Linked DNA regions of Mus musculus: all the other regions are linked to region 3. A link is a contact called in public HiChIP or PLAC-seq and Micro-C data. All regions are on one chromosome and are shown on one strand. Each heading gives the region's core, a stretch centred on a gene start, on an enhancer-like site or on the middle of the called end of the contact. The rest is flanking DNA. Distances are from core to core; before and after follow the strand shown. Region 1 holds the start of Ptk7 (PTK7 protein tyrosine kinase 7). Region 2 holds the start of Klhdc3 (kelch domain containing 3). Region 3 holds the start of Tmem63b (transmembrane protein 63b).

Region 1 (2,700 bases), core at 10-2,509, 940 kb before region 3:
ATGCGCCTGATGCTGGCTCTTCTGTCAGTTTGGGGCTGGCCAACTGGGCTGCCTTGCCCTGGTCTCTTTTACCCTCTGCTGCCTCACTACAGGTCCACATATTTCACTGTTTCTTTAATAAATGAACCAGGTAACATTTTGTGTTCGGAGTCTTCATTGAAGACGTTGTTCAGGACCCTTCCTAGAAGGATGAGGGCAGTGGTAGTGTGCAGGACTGTTGAATTCTTGGCTCAATGGTTCCCTCCGTGTTTGTACCCTCTTTAGCAGGGCCTGGAGGAAGACTTCTGGGGGATGGGGAATGAGGCACACAAGAAGAAGGTGCTGTGGACGGGGTTGTCAGGGACATGTGGTGGCCATGTGGCAGGACCCTGGAGTCCTGGCGCCACTTCTCCTGCCTGTGAGGCCCTCTGTGGCTTCCTTCCCCCCTCCCAGCTGCTTGGGGGAAGGGAGGTCTAAGCAGGCCTGGGGGGCCCTCCAGAGCCAGAAGGGGGACAAGGCGCTATCCATCCTCTCTTGCATATCCTGGAGGCCTGTCAGCAGCTGGGGCCCATCTTCTAAAGCTTGACTTCTTCTGACCCGCCTCCCACACCCCTTGCTGCTTTCACAACAAAGAAAGAATGTGGGGGTGGTGGCGCTGGGGGTGGAGGGTGCCTGGAACAAGGGCTGCGTTGGGCCTCCCCACAGCTGGAGATTTGGCCATGCCCTGACACAGCCCAGACTGCTTGGAGATGGACTTGGGATGTATGTCTGTTTAATAGCTCTCGCTGGGGGTTGGAGCCCAGGGTTTCTACCTTGGGTTCAGATTTGTCCAGTGTCACGCACGCCCCTCCCCCTCCCTGGCTACATCTGTTCCACCGGGCACCACAGCTGTGCCCTCCTTGTCTTCTGAGACATCCTGGCTATGTCCTCCTTGCCTTCTTCTGAGACACCCTGCTGGTCTGTCTCATGCAGCACTTTGGGTTGCTTAACTCCAGCAACTTGGAGAATTCTGGGCAAACTATTGCTCCAGATCTCCAGGTAGGTTCAGAGGGCCTAACGGAGTTCTGAGAGTCACTTTGGTTCTCTTGCGTCCCAGTGGATAGATTAGGCGGTGGGAACAACACCCAGGTCTCCGGCACTCCCCTAAGACGGCCACTGCTGCTCCCCCCCCCCCCCATCATTCCCCAGATCCTTCTTTCTATTGCCAGCTCCTCCCCTCGACGGCGGGGAAGGGGGCGTCAGGGGGCGGGGCGCCGTGCAGGCGGAGAGGAGGGGGCGTCGGGGGCGTGGCTTGGCTGCGGCGGCGGCGCGCTCGAGGGCTTGGATGTACGGGGCGCGCGCGGCTCCAGCTCCGGACGCCTCGGGCTCGGGCTGTAGCTGCTGCGGCGGCCCCCGCGCTCCGGTCCGCGCGCCCGCTCGCCGTGTGCCTTGAACCTCGCTGCTCGTCTGCAGCCCGCCAGGATGGGAGCCCGCCCGCTGACTCTGCTCAGAGCCCTGCTTCTGCCGCTGCTGGCCGGTGAGTCCCCCGAGAACCGGGAGGATCCGAGCTGTGCTTTGAGAAGCGCGGGAGTCCCGGGGGCTGGAAGGGCCCTGGAGAGGTGGGCTGGGCAGTTGGGGAGGTGGAGAGGCTCGCTAGGGGCTCGAGGATCCTGGGTTGGCGACGCCCCCTACGCGGTGGCGACACGGTGCACTGGGGCGCGGGGACGCGTTTGCTGTGAGTTCTCTCCGCCCGATCCGAGAGTTTGCTCGAGCGTTGCCCGGAGTCGCTGGCTCCCAAGCTCTGCTAAGATCTCCCTTTTGGAGAAGCAGTGCCCTCCCATCCCGTGAAAAGGTGCGGACGCGGACACCCAGGAATGCCCCGGGCCTTGGAGCCCAGATGAGGGGGATAGGCCTGGCTCCCGATCCCGTCCGAGCTGACATGGGGCGCGCCTGGCGCGGAGCTTTGTTACCTATGCCGGCCCGACGCGCCCGGGTCCCTCCCTGCAAGTTCCGGGGCAAAGCTGGAACCCCAGATGGCCCTGCGGGTGAGGGCAGGTTAGACTGAGAAGTGCCTAATCTTCTCCTCCAACTAGGCCTTGAGCCTACTCGGTGCCAGGGTCGTATCCCTGGAGCGGAGGGTCCCAGGCTGTAGTGGTGACTAATGAGTGAAGGCCGCTGCCAAAATCGGGCATGGCCGGCTTGCCAAGGTGCGGACGGGCTTTGCTTTGCTGTTTCCTGGATTTCCATCCTGTCCGTGTGTCCGTGTTCTCGGAGGAAAGGATTGTCTCTCTTCCTAAGGGCAGAAAGGCAAAGAGAGAGATAGAACGAGAGAGAGAGAGAGAGAGAGAGAGAGAGAGAGAGAGAGAGAGAGAGAGAGCGCCCAACTCTGGCTTTTCGTGAAGGGTCTCTCTACTTTGGTGAGGGTGTGGCCCCCCCGCCCCCCCCCCCCATCTCCAGGGCAAACAAGGGGCACCCTGTCCCGCAGACTTTTATTTCCTGGCTGATCACACCTGAGAGTCGGTCACAACTAAGGTGTTGTAAGTGACTTAACCGGAAATCGCCAAGCCACCCATATACCCAGTCTGCTGGTCCAAATGACTCCCTCCTTACCTTCCAAGACAAAACTACCAGTGGTGGTCTGCGGAAACAGCCCTCCTTGGGGAGACAGTCTGCGGGGGTGGGGGTGGGGGTGTCTTAGTCCTTAACCTAAAAAGAACTTACTTAGCCTTCTCTTTAATGAGT
Region 2 (2,700 bases), core at 160-2,659, 990 kb before region 3:
ATAAAGTGATCTTGTTTGGGGGTGAGGGGGAGAATGGGGGGCATTGTATTCGGTTTTTCTCTGTGCAGCCCTGACTCTCCTGGAATTTGCTCTGTAGACCAGGAGACCACCAGCCTGCCTCTGCCTCATGAGCGCTGGGATTAAAGGTGTGCACCACCATGCCCAGTTCTTACTAGTTTTTGGTAATTATTTCTAAATGAAGGAATGAGCTTTGGTTGTTTTTGTACCTGGGTCCATGGGGATAGAGCTGTGGCTGCTCAATGCGGCGGCTCCCTCCTCATCTTCATCCTCACTCTCCAATGGAGGGTCTGGCAGATGAAGCCCCAGGGCCTGCAGAACCAGAGAAGATAATTTGTTAGGCGCCCCTCCCCCTGCCATTATGATAAACAGCTGTTGGTACATTCCATCTCATCTGCTTAGTAACAGCATCCTCCACCATACCTGGATCCGATCTTGGATGTCAGCAGCTCCATCTTCTCCTTCACCCACTGGTGCCAATTCCACCTCTTCTTGTTCAGGGTCTTGATTGAGGGGCTGGTACGAGTAGCCTGCTGGGCCTGCTCCTGTTTCCTCCTGCTCTTCCTCGGGTTCTTCACTGCTCCAATCCCCAGTTCCTTCTGTAGGACCCTGATGTGGCCCTAAGTCCTCAGTCTGATTGGGGAAGATACGCTCAGGGCCCATGGTGTCTCCCCCTAGAACTACTGCTGCCATCCGGGCAGGGGCTGCAGGGACAGAAAGGCGGGATAGGGATGGGATGAAACCAGGTCTCCTTTCACGTTCAGCCACCCACTTCCCTCTCGCATGGAACTTGCATCTTCCTCCCGTCTCTCCTGCCTCCCTGTCTCAAGTTTGGGTTCTCATATTGAGCTGGAGCACACACGTCTTTAACTCGCCCGATTCCTAAATGAACCGACCACCGGAGGGTTTCACCTCTTCCTAAAAGCCTCTTCCCAGAACCTCGCCCCTCTCACCACGCCCCTCCTCTGGAGGTAACTGCTGGTCGCCAGGCTACCCACCATAGCGCGTCCCCGCCCCTCATTCCCTCTATTCCGGGGGAGTGTAGTACCGCCTGGCAAAAACCCCTTCAGGCCCAGGGTCTCCCCTTCAATGGCCCCAGCTACAGAGTCCCCTACCCGCCCCACTGATTCTCGGCGTTGGTATTTCCTCGCGCCTCACCCTCTCAGAGCCCACAGCCGGACCCGCACCTTCACTTCCGGCGGGGCAGGACATGCTGGGGCTCTTAGTCCTCCAGCCCCGCCCCGTGCCCGAGACTGACGCAAGCGAGGACAAGTCCGCCTCTTGCCCCGCCTCCGCCATCCCCTGCCCGGACCACAAAGAACTACATTACCCAGTGACCCTCAGGCGTGCGACGTGAACTGGTGTTCTGCGCATGCGCACAAACCGGCCCCGCCCACCCGCTCCCCATCTTTCGGCCCTGGGGTAATTCGTGGACTACAAGTCCCTGAAGCTGTCGGGCCGGCAATTCTCACTGCACGTGCGCGTCCCGCTGCCCGCCGGAAGGACGAAGTCTGGCAGTGTTTATCTCGTTGGGGACCGAGGAATCGGTTGGCGGGCAACGGGTTCTAGGCTGCTGGCAGCGCGAGGACCCGCGGCCCCACCCCGGCCCGGCCTGGCAGGTAGCCTGGGATGGGTTGGGGGGATGAGGAAAATTGAAGGGACAGGCGACGCCCATTGCCTACGGCTGGGGCCGCGCGGGAGGGGCTGAGAAGGCTGAGCTGGGGGTGGGGAGGGAGCTAGGGGGATGCTGGGAAAGAGGAGTGTTAATGGTCCGCGAAAGGGTTAGGGGAAAATGGCCTGGAGACGGGTGGGAGAGACCTGGTGGCTGGAGGAAGCGCTGAGAGAAGTGGACGAGTGGGTTCCGAAGAGAATCAGGAAGCTGAGCATAATGGCAGGGGGAGGGGGCAGTGTGGCGTCGTGGGGGAGGGGCGGCTGAGAAAGGTGGACTACAACCGGAGACCAGTCTCATTCACAGAGCGGTATGGTTGGCAGGGGATAAGAATGGCTTGCTTCCCTTCGTGAACTTAGACGAGTTAGAGGGCTCTGGTGTGGACCTTGAAGTGGTGGGAGGAGGAACTGCAAGGCTCTCGGGAAATTAAGAAGGGAAGGGGCGCGAGCAGGGAGGGGAAGCCGACCTCAGGGGCTGGGATGTTGAAAATGGCCTATTGGTGGGAAATGCTGGAGACCCAGAGATAACGTATAACCTCCTGCCTCCGAGTTCTCCTTAGGAAGATGGAGTCTTCCTCCGTCTGCCACTGGGATTGTAGTCTTATCTTTGTGCATTTTCGTTTTATCTGGACTTACTTTCAAAGGAGAGTAAAAGATATGAAGGAGGTTGATAGGCTCTCCACCACCACGTTCTTTCCTTTCTTTCTCTATTTTTTGTTTGTTTTTTTTTTTTGAGACAGGTTCTTGTAGCTCTGGCTAATTTGGGACTTACTGTGTAGACCCAGGTGGCTGACCTTAATTACACAGACATCCCCCTGCCTCCATGCCCCAGCACGAGTGCCTTGGACTTGGATTCTTAAGCTTTCAGTCCTCTTTCTCTGATAAGCAAAAATTGAAGAGCCTGAGTAATGAAGGAACAGTTTAACTTTTGGCTGCTGCTGTTTCACATTGAGAGAGATGGCTACTTAAAGTATACAGTGAAAGGTTGTGGGGGCAGTTGATTCATGAAAGCTG
Region 3 (2,785 bases), core at 247-2,746:
AGACTTGGTGTCAGGCAATCTCAAGCTGGCCTTACACACCCAAAGCAGCTAAGGATGGCCTTGACATCCTTAACGGCTACCTACATCTAGGATTACGGGCAAACCCCACTGATGGCCAATTCCAATGTGCTCATTACTAGTACTATCAACTGCATCTTCAGAGGATTTAACTGACTAAAAACTCAAGCTAAGGAAAGCGAGAGGTATACAAGAGATCAATACTTTCCCAAACTTTTCTACAACACACAGAAACAGTAGAAGACACCTAATACACCCCCATGCCCTTGTGTCCCAAGACAGAATACCTACTGTAGGCGCAACACACACACACACACACACACACACACACACACACACACGATGGCCATGATCTACTAAACTGATTTCCAAGCCACTCATGGGAGTGTCTGAAAGACACTTCAACAGACCAAATCTTAGAGCTGCAAACCCCCAGCTACAAAACGAGCAGCTGAATAGCCACATACAGCAAACACAGTGACCAGGATGGTAGTGTCCAGTCGTGATGCAAGACCCTCCCTGGGTGCCACCATTTCCCAAGTAATCCAAGGTGATCCCGTCTCGCCTCTTGTGACCGCTACACAGTTCCTCATCTAAGTCTCAGCGTGTAAAGCTCACTTACTGCGTACAGCGGGAAGCAGTATTTCTTCTGTCCCCTTTAAGACCTCGAAATTTAACAGGTGGTATCTGTCGTGTCTTTGTATTCGAGATGTGTGGTGACATACAGAAAAGGGGCGTTCCACCTCTCCAACTCTCAAGTCTTAACCCCACCCCCCCACTAGGAGAGGTCTTTGGTGAACTGAGAATACAGGGAATCCCCGGTGCAAAAGGAGTCATTCAGCCTGACAGAAGCAAAAGCAAAGACTCCCTCTTTACACCACAGAAGTTTCTAGCAAACTCATCTCCAGGCCCAGCAAGAGAGAGAAGCAGATAAAACTGCGGGAGACGCGTCAAAGCAACCGGCCTAGCCACTTAACCCAGGCAAGATCTCAGCCCCCATTCCCCGAGGCTCTACATCCCGAACTGGATAAGCAGGTGGGCGCATCGGGGGCGCGTGGGAGGCGCGGACCCCGAAGCCTTTGGCAAAAAGGCAGCGAGAGGGTCCAGATCTGAGGCCTCGCGAAGAGTGAGCACCCTTCTCACTTGACACTGGGTTTCCAGTAAGGCCTGTCCTCACCCCTCCCCGACAGCGCCTCCCTTATTGCAGAGAAGAAACCGGGAAAAGCAGCGCGAGGGGTGCGAGGTGTTCCCCTGAGCCCCCACCGTACCGCGTTAACAGCCTGGGAATCTCCCGCCACGGACCCCCGCTTGGCAAGGCCCCGCCCCGCACGCTGCGCCTGCGCGCCAGGGGTTCTCCGTGAGTGCGCGCGCACTTTCTACGTGTGCGGCGTGGGGGCGGGTCCTGCGGGAGCCCCTCCCCGGCCCTCCCTCCCTCCTTCTGCTCCCCCTCCCCCACGCGCTGCCGCGGCCGCCGCAGGAGCCCAGAGCTCTAGCCGCCCGGCGACTCCCCCTCCCCCTCCCCAGCCCCGCCCCGCCCGGAGCCGGGGCTCCCGAGTCGGAGCCGAGTCTGCGCCTAGGGGTGAGTACGCGGACCCCTCCCCAGCACCCCTTACTTGGCTCATAGGATCTCACCACCACCCCAAGGAAGGAAAAAAAAAGCACCCGGACTCAGCTGCGCGTCCCCTCCCTTCCACCTCCTGCGGGACCCAGAGGTGCCCGGGCCCCACGGGACCCAACGGAGGCACGCTTTGTCCCCAAACCCGCACCGTCCCTGCCAGATGTGAGTCCTCCCACCCCTGTCGGGGCTCCAGATGTGCGCCGTCCTCTACCCCCGCCCCTCAGGAATATTCCAAGGCGTGGGACCCCTGCGTCCCGGCCCTCGAGTGCCACTCTAGTTCCACCTGCTCCGTCCAGGTGTGCGGCCCCTGCGCGGCCCTCCTCCGGTCCCAGCTGCTCCCCAGCCGCCGGCGCCGCTGAAGGGAACCACCCGCCTCCGCCCCCGAGTTTTGCATTCTAGGGTCGCCAAGTCCAATGCCCTCGGTCTCTCTCTTTTTTTTTTTTTTTAATTCTTTTTCTTGTTGCTGGGGACGAAGCCGGCCTCAAGCAAGGGGTTCATGCTTGGGCAAAGGGCAGGGCTCGAGGTGTTAGCACCAGACGAGTAGCTGCCCCAACCCTGGTGGGGACTGATCTGCGGGCTGGAGAGGGCGGCCGGCCCGGGGAGCATGTCCTCTCCTGCGCCCCACACAGAGCAGTTCATTCATGAGCCGCCCGGGCCTGCGTTGGAGGGTGCGGTGGGGAGAAGATTCAGACGCGAATCCGGAGTAGGCAAAGGCCCTATTGAGGGGGAGGGGGCGCGCTTTGTCCCTCCCGGCCGTCTTGACCGCCTGGTGCGGACTGTCCCAAAGCTTGTCGTTGTGTTGCTCAGAAAAAGCAAGGATGCCCGGGAAGTGGGGAAGAGAGGTCAGAGGGGCTGGCTGCCCTTGGAGCTTTGTGCTGCCACCCGCCTTGGTCCCCTGATCGGAAGTCTGGCGGCCGGTTGCTCAGAGGGGCTTGGGGCTCTGCTCTCTACCGAGTACCACTCCCTGACCCTGAACCTCCTCCCGGTCTGCAGTAGTCGGGTGAATGAGATTGTACCCAACGCCTCCTGAAGAGGGGACCACAGCCCTCTGCCTTCCAGATATAAGAGAGAAGGGGAAGGGGAGTGGCTGCCAGGCTCAGGTGGTGGGTATGCTGCCAGCACCTTTGTCCTCCCGGGTACCAGAGGGTC

Evidence for each region. A called contact is a pair of places that touch in the nucleus more often than the background predicts. HiChIP or PLAC-seq counts read pairs in DNA pulled down with a chosen protein or histone mark.
Region 1: a contact with region 3 is called in an H3K27ac HiChIP or PLAC-seq map of epiblast stem cells, with 4 times the contacts expected there. The contact joins the promoter of Ptk7 here to the promoter of Tmem63b in region 3. A contact is called at or near these places in 1 of 39 promoter capture datasets (cranial neural crest), 4 of 115 datasets of contacts at active chromatin or transcription factors (embryonic midbrain, embryonic stem cells and epiblast stem cells) and 2 of 9 other capture datasets (embryonic stem cells and liver).
Region 2: a contact with region 3 is called in a Micro-C map of embryonic stem cells, with 2.5 times the contacts expected there. The contact joins the promoter of Klhdc3 here to the promoter of Tmem63b in region 3. A contact is called at or near these places in 1 of 39 promoter capture datasets (pre-B cells), 1 of 484 Hi-C or Micro-C datasets (embryonic stem cells) and 3 of 115 datasets of contacts at active chromatin or transcription factors (large pre-B cells, pancreatic cancer cells and pro-B cells).

The regions. Positions count from the first base shown.
Region 1 is chr17:46,628,063-46,630,762 of GRCm38.p6, reverse strand. It overlaps Ptk7 (PTK7 protein tyrosine kinase 7), which reads left to right and starts at 1,259. Exons shown (of 20, transcript NM_175168.4): 1 at 1,259-1,495. The coding sequence starts at 1,441. Klc4 (kinesin light chain 4) reads left to right here. Exons shown (of 16, transcript NM_001357130.1): 16 at 1-134.
Region 2 is chr17:46,679,639-46,682,338 of GRCm38.p6, reverse strand. Klhdc3 (kelch domain containing 3) reads left to right here and starts at 1,409. Exons shown (of 12, transcript NM_027910.3): 1 at 1,409-1,637. It overlaps Mea1 (male enhanced antigen 1), which reads right to left and starts at 1,218. Exons shown (of 4, transcript NM_010787.2): 1 at 1,134-1,218; 2 at 442-722; 3 at 228-330. The coding sequence starts at 711.
Region 3 is chr17:45,684,929-45,687,713 of GRCm38.p6, reverse strand. Tmem63b (transmembrane protein 63b) reads left to right here and starts at 1,496. Exons shown (of 24, transcript NM_198167.3): 1 at 1,496-1,597. Mrpl14 (mitochondrial ribosomal protein L14) reads right to left here and starts at 1,365. Exons shown (of 3, transcript NM_026732.3): 1 at 1,287-1,365.